Regions from separate parts of the Mus musculus genome. Here regions 2, 3, 4 and 5 are each linked to region 1. The links are chromatin contacts, called in public Hi-C, HiCAR-type and promoter capture Hi-C maps. All regions are on one chromosome and are shown on one strand. The core of a region is the stretch at or near the end of the contact, and the rest is flanking DNA. Distances in the headings are between cores, read along the strand shown. Region 1 holds the start of Vps41 (VPS41 HOPS complex subunit). Region 2 overlaps Rala (v-ral simian leukemia viral oncogene A (ras related)). Region 3 holds the start of Stard3nl (STARD3 N-terminal like). Region 4 overlaps Pou6f2 (POU domain, class 6, transcription factor 2). Region 5 has its middle 17 kb from the start of Yae1d1.

The links. Promoter capture Hi-C pulls out the DNA fragments that hold promoters and counts their contacts. A called contact is a pair of places that touch in the nucleus more often than the background predicts. HiCAR-type assays count read pairs that join an accessible place to other places.
Region 2: a contact with region 1 is called in a HiCAR-type map of astrocytes, with 3 times the contacts expected there. The contact joins the enhancer-like site here to the promoter of Vps41 in region 1. A contact is called at or near these places in 6 of 39 promoter capture datasets (the 3T3-L1 cell line, HPC-7-derived erythroid cells, cranial neural crest and 3 more) and 1 of 115 datasets of contacts at active chromatin or transcription factors (astrocytes).
Region 3: a Hi-C map of CD4 T cells shows a contact between it and region 1, with 13 times the contacts expected there. The contact joins the promoter of Stard3nl here to the promoter of Vps41 in region 1. A contact is called at or near these places in 4 of 39 promoter capture datasets (hippocampal neurons, liver and pre-B cells) and 1 of 484 Hi-C or Micro-C datasets (CD4 T cells).
Region 4: a promoter capture Hi-C map of second pharyngeal arch cranial neural crest shows a contact between it and region 1. The contact joins the enhancer-like site here to the promoter of Vps41 in region 1. A contact is called at or near these places in 11 of 39 promoter capture datasets (the 3T3-L1 cell line, 3T3-L1-derived adipocytes, HPC-7-derived erythroid cells and 7 more), 1 of 115 datasets of contacts at active chromatin or transcription factors (astrocytes) and 1 of 9 other capture datasets (embryonic stem cells).
Region 5: a Hi-C map of B cells shows a contact between it and region 1, with 8 read pairs. The contact joins the enhancer-like site here to the promoter of Vps41 in region 1. A contact is called at or near these places in 6 of 39 promoter capture datasets (cranial neural crest, frontonasal cranial neural crest, hippocampal neurons and 3 more), 2 of 484 Hi-C or Micro-C datasets (B cells and CD8 T cells) and 3 of 9 other capture datasets (adipose tissue, embryonic stem cells and liver).

What each region holds. Positions count from the first base shown.
Region 1 is chr13:18,715,997-18,718,696 of GRCm38.p6, forward strand. Vps41 (VPS41 HOPS complex subunit) reads left to right here and starts at 1,296. Exons shown (of 29, transcript NM_172120.4): 1 at 1,296-1,340. The coding sequence starts at 1,320.
Region 2 is chr13:17,906,095-17,908,794 of GRCm38.p6, forward strand. All of the region lies in intron 1 of Rala (v-ral simian leukemia viral oncogene A (ras related)), which reads right to left. Among named protein-coding and RNA genes, the nearest start is that of Rala, 37 kb to the right of the region's middle. Within about 2 kb of position 1,352, at least 20 of the 459 cell types and tissues checked have an H3K27ac peak or open chromatin away from gene starts, as enhancers often do. A contact at or near this core is called in astrocytes, where this site is marked.
Region 3 is chr13:19,394,529-19,397,228 of GRCm38.p6, forward strand. Stard3nl (STARD3 N-terminal like) reads right to left here and starts at 1,285. Exons shown (of 9, transcript NM_024270.3): 1 at 1,176-1,285. It overlaps Gm40827 (a long non-coding RNA gene), which reads left to right and starts at 1,319. Exons shown (of 2, transcript XR_873152.2): 1 at 1,319-2,700.
Region 4 is chr13:18,203,550-18,206,249 of GRCm38.p6, forward strand. The region is part of intron 4 of Pou6f2 (POU domain, class 6, transcription factor 2); the gene reads right to left. Among named protein-coding and RNA genes, the nearest start is that of Gm31832, 76 kb to the right of the region's middle. Within about 2 kb of position 1,447, at least 5 of the 459 cell types and tissues checked have an H3K27ac peak or open chromatin away from gene starts, as enhancers often do. A contact at or near this core is called in second pharyngeal arch cranial neural crest, where this site is marked.
Region 5 is chr13:17,974,775-17,977,474 of GRCm38.p6, forward strand. No RefSeq gene overlaps it. Among named protein-coding and RNA genes, the nearest start is that of Yae1d1, 17 kb to the right of the region's middle. Within about 2 kb of position 1,322, at least 134 of the 459 cell types and tissues checked have an H3K27ac peak or open chromatin away from gene starts, as enhancers often do. A contact at or near this core is called in B cells and CD8 T cells, where this site is marked.

The DNA.
Region 1 (2,700 bases), core at 46-2,545:
TGTCCAAATTAGCTGCTTGGTGCGCAGACTGGAAGAGGGGCCTCAGGAAGAGCTGGAGGTTTATTAAGGCTCTTGGGAGAAGACAAGAGTCTGAAAGATGACATCGTCATGGCTTCCAGGTCATTGAAGACCATGAGTTGAGAAAGCAACATCTAGAGACTAAGGGAAATGCTGAGTACTAAGAATATGACTTCCTACTAGGCTACTGTCAGTGGGAATTACAGGGAACGAAAGGGCACTGAGGCATCTGCCACAGTCTGCCAACTGTGCTGCCCTCTGTGAGTTGCCAGCTGCTTAAGACAATAAACAGACAATGGCTATCAGTGGATAAGATGAGTGAATTCCCACAGAATAGGAAAGATAGTTTACTTTGTCCTGAAACATAGGATAGCTCAAGTTTTCTAAATGATGTTTTTCATATTACATTTACAAATTATTATCTGACATTGTATCTTGAAGATAGTCAATGTGAGTTACGAAGCAATTAAACAATAGAGATTTATAATTTTCTATATTCATATGTCAGTTGCTATTTTTTCTCTAACGGGGGACCAGATTTGATTCACAACAGCTATATGGCAGCTCTCAAATATATGTATCTGTAATTCCAGGGAATCTGATATGCTTTTCTGACATCTGAGGACACGAGGTTCCTAAGTGTGCACAGACATACATGCAGACAAAATATCTATACAATTCAATTTTAAATTAAAATGAAAGATGTCAATTTAATGTACCAAGATACTAAATCTTTGCAGGAATACACATTATTTTCTCACTTTCCACTGTAGACTTTTTTTTTTTTATATAAATAGTCACTATCACTTTAAAAAGTGAGTGGGCAGGCACAACAACATATCAGACTAAAGAACATTTGATATAGTAGTCTTAGACTTCGGAGAGGGATAGGTTCTAAACCTAGGCTTTTTAGGTAAGTTTAGTGAAATCTCCGAGTTACTATCCTTTCCCCTGTTAATGGCGGTAACAGGAGGGATCACAGGGAGGACTAAATGAGATAATTCATAATTTTACTGTAAACGGGAGCCTGAAATAGAAAATGAGATAATTCATAATTTTACTGTAAACGGGAGCCTGAAATAGAAAGAACTTAATGCTACAATAACAACAGAACGTAGACCAACAACAAAATAACAATTTAGCATTAATTATAGATATAGTGGTGTCTCTGTTGAGCAAAAATGAGAGCTGGCTAAGGAACCAGATTAGTGTGCGGGAAAAACTACATTTCCCAGTAGGCTGTGGCCCAGGGGCTGTTTTCTCCTATTTCCGGGTATGTCACATGACTCTCAGGCTGCGCTATGGCGGAAGCAGAGGAGCAGGTAAACGCTGGCAGAACTAGTTCGGGGCAGCCGGGAGCTGGAGACCCGAGCGAGGGGTTCTGGGACGCGGAGTGCCAGGAACGTGGCAGCTCTGACCGGGCGAGTTGGGGTGGCCCTTCTCCGCGCGGATAGCGCCTTGCACACCCGCTCTGTCCGAGCCGGCCTTGCCTGGGCTCAGCCCTTCTGGTTTATGTTAAATGGGATTTTTTGAAAAAGGCAAGTTAAGAGTAGACTGCTATGCAAGGCTTTAAGGATTATTCCCGTTGCTGGCAAGACGTAGATGGAAACGTCCAGCTATAGCTGAGAAGTGGCATTGAGGTGCTGAGTACAAATTATTGCCTTTTTTTCATACAGACGTTCTGATATAGGGCGAAGGACAAAATTAAATGAAACTAACAAAATAGAAGACTCAGGCTAAAACTCGGAAGAGATTCCTTAAGTATATGTATATATGTGTATGTGTGTATATGCATATACATATATGTATACACACACACACATAGAAGCATATATATGTATGTATCATCTACCATATTTCCCCCTCATATATTAAATGCCCTGCTTGCCAGTTTCTGTGATGTTCCTTAAGACATGCATGGTGATGCTCTGTTTACTGTCCTAAGAGACATTTACTAGTGGACTTTTTACTGTTCACATCTGTGCTTTATTTTGAGTGTGCCAAAAGTTACGGAATTTGACAAGGAAAAATTTGGGTTTTGTCATTACGTTAACAAGAGCCTCTTTACTATCATTTGTGCAAACTGTCTTTTGCAGTGCAGGTCCGAGGCAAAAGAGTTTTCCTTCCCAGCAGACCTTGCTTAGTTTGACTACTGCAAGGTGGCTTTTCACATTGAGCATTTTCATTTCACGTTGAAATACAGTTGTGGTTTTGTAGTAAAACAAACATCCAAGTTAAGTTTTTAGATTAGACCCAGTGTGATAGAAATATGGAGTAGCCCTTGTATTCCCACTCATGCAGAAGAGGAATTTGCCAAGGCTGTCTGATGTTAAAATGTAGAAAATCAGGCAGATAACCTGATTCACAGTTGTGCAGTGCTTTCGAGCTTAAAAAGATCCTCACACATGGCATTTGGTCCTTCTAAAAGAATTCTGTGAGGTAAATATTTATTCTGATATGGAAGTCATATACAGCCTCCATGTCCTAAATCCTCTTGTCCCAAACTGTGGTAAAACAGTGCCCATATTGTAATCACCCTAAAGGGCCTTGAGTATCCACCCCTTCCTCGGTTCTGTGACTCTGTAAGCCACTCTGTCTCATGCTGCCTTTCTTGCTATTCTGTAACCAGTCCAGGCCTGTACCCACGCAGGACCTTTGCTCACACTGCCCCTTTTCATGATC
Region 2 (2,700 bases), core at 102-2,601, 810 kb before region 1:
ATTAAGGCTCATGAGCCAGACTGCTCCCAGGCTATACCTGTGTATGGAGGACATATGAGGCGGTCTGTGCTAGCTTTCATAAGGCTGGTCCCCAAAATGCCCCCCCAATAAGTCAGAATTGTTAGAGGTAATACTCCTAAGTTAAGCCAATTTTCATATTTCCTTAATGAGTACAAGTTTATCGATTTTATAAAATTTTATAGAAGGCCTGATTACAATGGAATTCTATTTTCTGATATGGCAATCTCTACAAAGTCTTTCTCCTTATATAGGTAACTGGAAACTTAGAAGTTTAAGGAAACTTAGAAGTTTAACGTGGTCTGAAAGGACCTCACAAGCTCCTATATGAATATTTGGTCCCCATTTGGTGGACTGTTTAGGAAGGATTAGAAGGTGTGGCTTTGATGAATGTATGACCCTGGGGTCAGGCTTTGAAATTTCAACCCCTGCCATTCCCAAAGCACCTTTGTGCCTCCTGCTTGCAGACCCAGATCTGAGCTCTCAGCTATCACTGCCAATGTGCTTTTGCTCAGCCATCGTGGACTCTAGCCCTCTGAAATTTCAAGCCATTAAACATGCTTTCTCTTCTAAGTTGTCTTCATTATGGTGTTTTGTGACAGCGATAGAAAAGAAAACAGAAATTGGTACCAAGAAGTGGGTACTGCTGTGATGGACTTGAACATGTGCTTTCCCTAGACATATGCTAAGACTTTGGGACTTTGGACTAGAAAAGTGGTTAAATGCTATAAACAGAGCTTAATGGGCCATAAGAGTAGAAGCTTGGATGACAGTAGTGCCAAGGGCAAAATGGACTGTGGAGGCCCAGCTTAGGTCTCAGAGGGGAATAATATTAACTGGACTAGAAACCATTTTTGAGGCAGTCTGACAACTATATGATATCCCTCTGCCCCTATCTTAGGAATCTGCCTGAGGCTAAATTGAAAAGTGATGGACTAATTTCTTTGGCAGAAGAGATTTCAAGACAACCTAATGCTGTCACACGGTCATTGGTCATTACTCTTAAGCAGGTCTATAACAAAAAAGAGCAAGTGGGGCTAGAGGAAATACAAAACATAATTTTAAGAGAAAATTAATGTTGGAGCCAACCAAGGCTTGTGCTACAAGAGATAATAAGGACTGAAGTGAGGCCTGATGTGCACTGGAATGAAAGGAGGGTGCCATCCGGGCAAGAAGCCCTCCCCAAGCTAAGCTTCCAAGCTGTAAAAAGGCCAACTAAGCAATTTTCTGCTTCTAAAAGGCAACAAACAAAAGCTGCAGCAAATGTGATTCAGGGGCCCAGGCTCCATTCCAATCAGACAGCAGAGCTTAAGCGTTGTCCATGTTACTCTGGCTTTAGTCATGAAGACACAAGAGAAAGAAAGAGGGATGCAGGATCTCCCTTGGTGGCTAAGGAGAGCAGCTGAGGCTGCATGTGTGGCAGGGAGCCACTGCTTGTAGGCCCTCAAAAACCATTATGTGAGCTAAGAAAGTGAAGCCCAGATTATGTCAGAGGTGTCAGAACTGTGGTACATCTGCCAAGGAGAGCTGCACACAGGGAGTGGAACCAGTCTGGGAGATGTATATTGCAGGCAGCAAAGCCAGAAGGACCAAGCCACCTAAGCTCTTGACATCAGACAAGGAATAAAAGGATTTAGAATTTGCTCTCCTGAATTTTGGTTTTACTTTCTTCCAGTATTTCTTCACTGCACTCCACCCCCACCCCCATTTAGGAACACTAATGTATGTTCTGTGCCATTGTATGTTAGAAGTATGTCATTGCCTTTTTTTATTTTCATAAGCAGTTACAGTTAAGAATTGCCTTGCGCCTCAGAAGAGACTTTGGACTTGTGAAGTAGAACTGAATGCATTTTGCATTATAATATGGCCAGAAGCCGATGGGGCCCAGGGAATAGAATGTGGTTTGAATGAGAATGTTGCCCATAGGCTCATAAGATTGAATACTTGCTCCCAAGTTGGTAGACTGTTTAGAAAGGATTAGGAGGGGTGCCCTTGATAGACTTTCTATTATAAGTTGTCGTCTTGGTCACAGTGTTTGTCATAGCAACAGAAAAGTAATACAGAAGTTTGAAAATAGCATTTATGTAGGAACTTTATTTTTAACATATAAATACAAACAAAAATATCAGCAAAATAAAATTTTAGTAATAACTTGACTAGTTATTCATTTAAAATGTTTCATTTTCAGGACATAGTGGTTACCTGGATACCAGTTTTCTACCATGAAGTTTTATTCATAAAATCAGAGGAAAAAGAAAAAAAAAACTTGGTGAAAATTTAAAAAAGTGTACAAGTGTTTATGACTATGATATAACCAAACTGTCACAAATAACTACTCTGGGCAGCTACAGAAGCACTGGTCGCATGCAATGCTGAGAACACAACCTGAAGCATGTTAATAGCATTCAATCAGACCAGTGTGGGCAACAGCCCTAAGAGGCTCTGGACCAATACAATACACTTGAGAGGAAGGCATATCATAAAGGAAAAGGTTTCTGTTCTCTCAGTTTTATTTAGGGGAAACCATGTTGTGAGTAGTTTTATGGAGCGTCCCAGTCTCCTGTGAACAGCAATATAAACTAGAAAGCAGAATCTCGAGACCTAGCCAAGTCTCAGTTGATTGCTGCCTGATGGGAGTTAGAACCATATAGCTAAGCAGGTTTTAGATTCCTGATTCACAGA
Region 3 (2,700 bases), core at 35-2,534, 680 kb after region 1:
GCCAGATTTTCTAGCATTCATTCCTATCTAAAATCATATTGTTATTTGCACATATATTCTATCTTCACTAAAATCAAAGGAACTCGAGGACAGAAACCTTATCTAGCGTTCAATACTCAATTTTCAACACCTAAAACAGCATGTGGCATCATATAAACTGTCTAATAATTAAATCCAAATGATAATCACTATCCTGAGAAGGTAAGTCCTTGGAGCAGTTTTAAATCCATTTCTTTAATGCTTTTGACAATGCAATCTTTAAAGGTTCATGTTTGAGACAGGAAGATCTCAAAGAAAAATGTATTCTTCCTTACAATACAAAACATTACATATGTGTGAATATTATGTAGGGGGGGCACAGTCTACACTGTCCCTTCATGGGCATGATTATCTAGCATTTTACTTATGCACAGATGCAGCCAAAAATACTGTAAACTGCTCTTTGTCATCAAATCTTGCTCTATAAGTGGATGATGGACAGAAGAAGCATAGATGGGATTTACCGTTAGGAACCTTAAACAAAAACATCAGACGGAACTTGCTATAGTAACTCGGTACCCTGGGAGGTCAGACGGCTACTGTGTTCATTCAATCAGCCTTACTAACCTTATCCAAACTAGTACTGGGTCAAGTGATGGATTCCATCTGTGAACAGAGACAAATGCCTTTACAACTGCCATACTAAGAGAACACTAAGAAAAGTTCCACAGTGTCCACCCATGTTCCAACCAAAAGAGGAAGAAAAAGAGCCCTACTGAGATTTAAAAAAAAAAAAAAAAAAAAAACTAAAGGCAGGATGAGTGGGCAATGCGGAGAGCTGAAACCATGGCTAGAACATTCATGACTCATGCTTTAATTTTCGTTTTGTTTTGTTACATCAGGGCTTTTCTTGACGAAGGCACAAGGCCAGTAACAGACAGTACCTGCCGGCCTACACCCGCATGTCACCTTGGACTTGATGCGGATGCAAGGCACGGGGCCGAGGCTGGACCACCTGCCTCCCGGTGAGTGTGGGTGTGGGCCCGGGGCCAGCTTCCCTCCCGCGCTCCGCCGCGTTCCGCGGCTGCACCCACAGGCCCCACGGCCAAGGCCAGGTCTGGGGAGCCCGGCAAACCCTGGAACCTCAGGCATTTGGCTTCACGACCTGCCCAGCAGGGCGCGGAAAGACAGCCTACCTCCTCCGCGGCGCGAGCCGCCCGCCGGCCTGCAGACACGGCTCCGCGGTCCCCGCCGGCGGGGCTGGGGCGGGGCTGCAGGGCGGGACCCTGTCCGTGACGTCAACGCGCTGGTCACGCAAAGACGCTGCGGCTTGCTGGAAAAGTGAATAGTGGCAGAGGAGACGGCGGGTTGGTTTACAGAACTGTCAGTTTTCGGACGACCAGTAGATGGCTCATAAAGGAGGCAGTGGGCGGGCCTAGGACTAGCCGCGCCTCCAAAGCCTGTTAAGGTATCCAGCTTCTAACAGCAGGCTTTTAGTGGGTTTTACCTTCCTGAGAATTCTACGGAAGGCTTCTCTTAGATAGGTTTTAGGCTGCAGCCGGTGAGGGGTAACTCTGAGAGTGGATTTCAGGCCCTGGCCCCTTGGTTTCAGCTGTCCACTAAGAACTTGTCTATTCTAGGACTCGACCGTAAGTCTCAATCAGCCCAGTCTTACGTAGGAGTAATGCCTTTGTCTTACTGATAGTTAAGGCTAACTGTATTTACTTAGTTGTTATACACGACATTGGGCACTAAGTGATGTTTTAGATTTTTCCAATAGCTGGTACAGTTACGTCCTTAAATGCAAGAATACAAAGGAAGATAAAATATATTGCACTATGAGTGCTGAAGACTCTCAGCCTGTTAGAGGAAAATAATATTAAGAATAGTATTTTTAATAGATACTCTTATAAAGTAGTTTAATCGTTTTTATAATGTTTACATTACAAATGTGAATTTATATACGTGCAAAATTTTGAACAGTGCAAGTTGGGTGAGAACTGTTTTTATAAACCAATCAAAGGCTCAGTCTTTGTGTGATGGGTCCTTCCTGCATTGACATGTGAAAATATTTGTTAACACTCAAGTTCAGTTCTTCATCTAGCCTTAAATGTGCCTCATTGCTTTTTAAATGCTAAAAGTCTTCAGCGCCAATGATATAACTTGCCATCTCTATGCCCTTAAACATACAGTTTGTTTGGATTTTTTTTTTTAATTGCTAGTATGAGAAATGCTACCTTAAACATGTGTGAATGTGTTTTCCTACTTCTGTCCAAGTACTGCTTATGGTGCAGATGACAACAAAAGAACAGACTAGATCTCAGGCATACATCTTCAATCCTAGTAGTAGAGTCTTCAGATAAGGGCCCCTAGTGTTGCTACAGTGTTCATTTCCACCCATAAAGTTTAAATAATCCTATTTACTACCCTTTGGAAGAGAAATAATATGCAAGCTTTTGTTGTTGTTGTTGTTTTTTTCAAATTGATGAGCATGAGAAAAGTTAGGGTTAGGGTGTGTGTATATATACAAACTAAGTTCAGGGTTCTTGTATACAATGATTTGGGTGACAAGGTGAAGCAACTTGTGTGACTACTGTAATGCAGACGCCTTCCACTTAGTAATTAAAACACCTCACACTATCCTAATACTGTCACCGTGATTAGTTTTGCCTGCTTTCAGACTTTTGTATACATACAAAGTACATACTTACTCCAAGGCTC
Region 4 (2,700 bases), core at 197-2,696, 510 kb before region 1:
CACTCTGGGTCTGGGTTTCTTCTGCTGAACAGGAGAGGCCCAAGAATGTCACCCAGGTGTCTGCCCAGGCTAGGCATAGCCTCCCAAAGCAGCGAGCACTGAAGTTCCTTTGGGATCTGGAGGCTTCCCAGTCACTCCCTGTGGCCTCTGAAGCCCCTCCCAGGGCCCCTCTGGACCAACCACTCACTTCAACACTTGTTCATTAGTTTTCACACTTGTAACAGTCTCAGGGAGAGAGGGAGAGGAGAGGTAGGCGAATGAAGAAGAGGAAGAAGAGGAAGAGAAGGGGGAGAGAGAGAGGGAAGGAGAGAACAGGAGAGGTAGATAGGGAGGGAGAGAGGGAAAAGGGAGAGAGGAGAGATTTATATACAAGTCATAGCTGTCTTCCCTGGGACAGCACCTTTCTACATCATATAGCAGTGCATGGATTAATTGTGAATTCTTGCTTGAGACCAACTGACTAATTGCTAAATTACAATGTATTTAAAATGGTCAGAGTTAAGACCCTTTATATAAGACAGATGGAACGGAACAGACTATATGCCACCCCCATTTAAATTAAAACAATTTGGTGAATTAGGTGAGTGTCATAAATCCCATTTTCCAGGTGAAAAAAAAAAACCTGAGGTCTGGAGAATTCAAGTAGCTTGCTCAAAGCCACACACCTCTAGTGTGTAAAAGAGCTGGGTTTGAGTTTAGCATACTCATCCTTGATTGAAAGGGAAAGGTGACCATGGAGTCTGGGAAAAAACAGAAGAAAAACCAAACCAAACCAAAACAACACAACAAACTCAGCTGCTCTCAGGCAGGTAGGGAGACTGCCTGGAGGAAGAACACTGGCTTAAATGAAAGAGGCACTTCCCTGCTCCAACGCTCATCACCTGAGCCTGGGCTGGAGAGTAAATGAAAATAGCAACCCTAGAGAAAAGTATTTATTTATTTAATGGCTGAAACAAAATGCCACCTCTGTTGTGCTAACAGAAGGTTTAAAGTGTATTACTGTCGTCCTCAATACACGTGCGGGCTGGCTTGCAGGTCATATGGTGCAACAGTCCATGTAATCTCCTGAGCAGAAAAAAAATTAGGCTCCAAGTGCCAAGTGGACACCCACAACATAATATCAGGTAAAACAAGCATATTCCCCCATCCCCCACCCCTTCCCAACCTCTCCAAATGTTAGAGAAATAGAGAGAAATTCCAGTCATTTCTCATTACTGTGAAGGTCAGCCTGGCTGGGAAATTGTTTCTGCTTTACAATTCCCCAAACTGTAGAAAGCAGTTAGACTTCTGGACAAAAAACTAATGTTGCATTCAAAGGGAAAAGAGGCTGAGACGGCACGGCTGCAGTAATAAGAGAATTTTTTACTCTTTCCACTTCCCTGTGAACCTAATCAACTGTGACATGAGAAAATATACTGGGCTCACCCAGCCAGAATCTGCCAGCCACCTGAAAATGTCCTCACTACTCCACTGTCTGGGGCTTTACAATGATCCTTCCGACATCAATTTTGTGCATGTACATCAAAATGCCATTAGAAATGCCTTCCCCTTTCTCCATCATGGGCCTTCCCTGCCCCACCCCCACGCAGGGAGACTCCCTGGTGGTTGATGGATGGCCCTTTTCAGTGACTGGTTGGAAAGCATTTGCCTATATGGAAAGGTGTCTAGGGGAAAACCGGGCATCTAAGGCTCTCTGCTGAGTGACCCCAGACAAAGTTTGAATATTGGCAGAAGGGAATTTTGAGAATCAACTTCAATGCTTGATTAGCGTTTGTTCAGAGAGCAAGCTCCCAGGCTTTTCTCTAGACCCAGAGAGTTGGTCGGCCTCTTGAAGCAGGTTGAGAGTTAAGAAATAGAAAAACCCCGAATGTGCTCACATGGGATTGCAGTGTGGTCCCAGCTGCGAGCTACCGTGCCCTGGGAGGCCCAGTGGAGGAACACAGATGCACAGATTCGTTTTCCTTGTCCTCCAAGATATGTGCATGTTTTCTGGGCTCATGCACAGACACATATACATGGATAAATGATGCATAATGGTTTGTGACAAGTGCTGGGCATATACAATGAAATTCTTGCTGACAGTTTTATTATTTTTCAGTTACGTAAAGTTGGGCAGATCTAATGTGACTCACAGTGGCATTATCATCTTCTCTCTCTGCCCTAATATTTACAGAAATATTACAAGTATTTGACATATAAATTCAGCATTTGACTGACTTTAATAACCATGTGATCAATAAGAAGTGATATTTTTACAGTCCAGGTTCAATATTTAAAGGGTCACGGACGGCAAATCTTCATCAAAGCAATAAGGCCAGATCTTTTTATTTTTTAGAATCCATCATTTCTCTTTCAAAAAAAAAAAAAAAAAAAAAAAAAGAAAAAAAAGAAAAAGAAAAAGAAAAAAGAAAGAAAGAAAAAGAAAAGAAAACAAAACCTCTTTGGAGCAACTACAATTAAGAATTAAGATCTATAAAAAAATGTTACCAAATTCACAAAGGATGTAGACCCATTTGCTTCTGAATGGCTTGAAAGTTTGGAAAGCAAGAAGAAATTCAATGTGTTAAACAGAGATGGAAACAAAATCAGTGCATGTCAATCTGGGAACTCATTCTTTACTCAGTGAAGACACCAGGTCCCAGCCTCTTGGTAAAACCCTTGCTTCTCCAGCGAACTCCCAGTTAGCTATGACTAAGTAGA
Region 5 (2,700 bases), core at 72-2,571, 740 kb before region 1:
GAGGTATGGAGGGTGACTCTTAATCAGATACTAATGGTATCATTATGAAAAGAAAAAATATTTATTTTGTTAAAAGAGAACTCAGTTTTACATTTTAGGGGTGTGTGTGTGTGTGTGTGTGTGTGTGTGCGCGCGCGCGCGCGCGCACCATGGTGCTCTGGTGGAGATCAAAGGACAACTTGTGAGTTGGTTCTCACTTTCTATCATGTGGGTCTAAAGGCACTTGCCACCACGCCTGATGACCAGACACTGCATACTGACAACAGAGTATCTTCAGGTTGGGGCAGAGGCTTCTGCAGCAGCCAGACAACATCTTGATCTTGGACTCCTAGCCCCTCCAGCTATGGGAAAATGTATACCTATTGTTTATACCACACAAACAAGTGTGTGTGTTTGGGAAGTCACAGCAAAACAACGGAATGACTGCAAAAGTAAGAAAGGGGAGGGAAGAGAGCTGACAACAGAGTGCATCATCCTCTATGGGGTCACAGCACCCCACCCCCACCCCCACCCCCACCCCCATGGATAGCTTTGAGAGACTGCAGGGTTTAAGACAGCCATTTTGGAGTGGGGTAGATAGAGATTCATTCTGACCATTGTCTGTAAACGAGAGCTAATTTCCTATGGTCCTATGAGAAGAATAGAGTCCTTGTTCATGCCTATGCTTGATGTATTTTCAAATGTTCAAAACATACCTTTTTTTTTCCTTTTTACATTTTACTTTATTTCAGAAAATCTCTAAAATTAGTGTTAATAATGATTATTTGCTTAAAAGTATCTCCAGAGCTAAGAAGATGGTTAATTCATGTACTGCTTTGGCTAAGAACCTGAGATCATTCCAGCCTCTGAGTCAGGCAGTTCACAACTGCCTGTAAGTAGCTCCAGAGGCCTTTGGCCTCTGAGGGCCCCTGTTCTCACATGCACATCCCTTCACACTCCCTCATCCCCCAAATTAAAGTTTATAAAATTCTTTAAAAGTATCTCTAGTAATCAAAAATGATTAACGTTTGAGTTAAGTTGGCTCTCTTAACTATGTTAGCCTGGTGTTAATGCAGAGGCTTAGTAAATATTTAATATACAAAATACTTAAATCTTTAATCAATAATCACACCGATCTATGTAAATATATGACTTCCTTGCTTATGGGACTGTAGAGAAACCACATTGGGTTTTACTCTGAACTTCTGCTTTTAACAACCACAAACCACAAATCAGAACACATCCATCTTTCACTCAGTGTTTTCTCTGTCTGAGTCATAAGGGTTGGTGAGGGACTTTTAGTGAGTCACAGTGAGTCTGTGGTGGTGAGCGACTTTGTCCTTGGTCTTGCCTCTAAGTGTTGCTTCCTGAAATACTGCTTCCCTTCCAGCTCAGCTGACTGGTCACAGTTGCTTGGGTGCTGTGCTTTCCCGGGAGGTTCCTTTGATAGGCCTCCTGGGCAACAGGAACCTATTTGGTAATGGAGATATCAGGCACTTAAGTGAATTGCCTTTAATTATGGAAAACATAAAGGCTTGAAACAGAGTAAGTGATCAAAACAAATTGCCCTCCCTTAGCAGTAGCCAAGAGGAATGTACATTTAAACGCTGAAGCCCTGTTTTCACAATAATGTGAAAGAAGTCATAGATCGCATATTAAGTCTGAAAGAACCAATGCTTTACCTGTCTAAGAATGCTCTTCCAAAACAAATAATGAGTAGCTTTGATTTTAGATTTAGGATTCTAAAATACATGTACTCATATTACCACTGAAATAGTCGCATAGAAAGTTACATAGCAGGAATTTTTATCTACTGCCATCAGTTTTCAAAAGTCATCAATTTGTAAGTTAATTGTCCCACCTAAAATGACAGTGTAAAGTATTTTATAACAAAAGCCATTTGTGCTACTGAACATGTTAGAGTATTTTGGATTTTTTTTTGTTGTTGTTGTTGGTTTTTTTTTTTTTTTTTGCATTTCTACACATTTAAGTTTCTACACAAAGTTCTGCACATTGTTTCACTTTCATTTTATGCTTTTCGTCTTTCATTAGTTCCCTCAAAAATGTATTTTTTTAAAACAGAAATTCAGTTAAACGATGTCTAAATTTTAAAAGTAAATGTTTGAGTCTCCCCCCCCCAAAAAAAAATTAGAAGGAGGCAAGGGAAAAATGGGAAGTCTTGGCTTAATTTGTACATAAGACTAAGTTAGTGATGCGATCAGCAAGGAAGCACTAAGTAGATAGCCATAACGACTATCAAGGGGGAAGTCTCCCATGAGACGGGACTCTCAGATTAGAAAAAGCACGTGTGGGAGTCTCACATACCACAGCTTTCACTGTCCGGGTTTTGAAGATGTTCCCCAGCTTTCCATACTAATTTCCAATGTTGCAAATTCATAGTTAAATCATTTTGGGCCATCATAGGCCCTTAGTAGCCATTTATCTCCCTCTGTTGAATGTGAGCTGACATCTTTGTGAATATTAGGTAAAAATTATGTAATGTACAAATAGACCACCCTGATTTTTACCAACCACAAGACTAAAAATGTTGACAGAAAGCACCCAAGGCCTATCTGGTAACCCGACCGGAATCTGAGTTCTCAGACCATGAGAACACCTTACCTTATTCTCAAAGTGAGAGCTGTGTTTTCTCACTGACAGTTATGCCCCCAACATAAAGCCTCAAGAATAATTCACTTTTCACTAGAGTTATCACCTGTC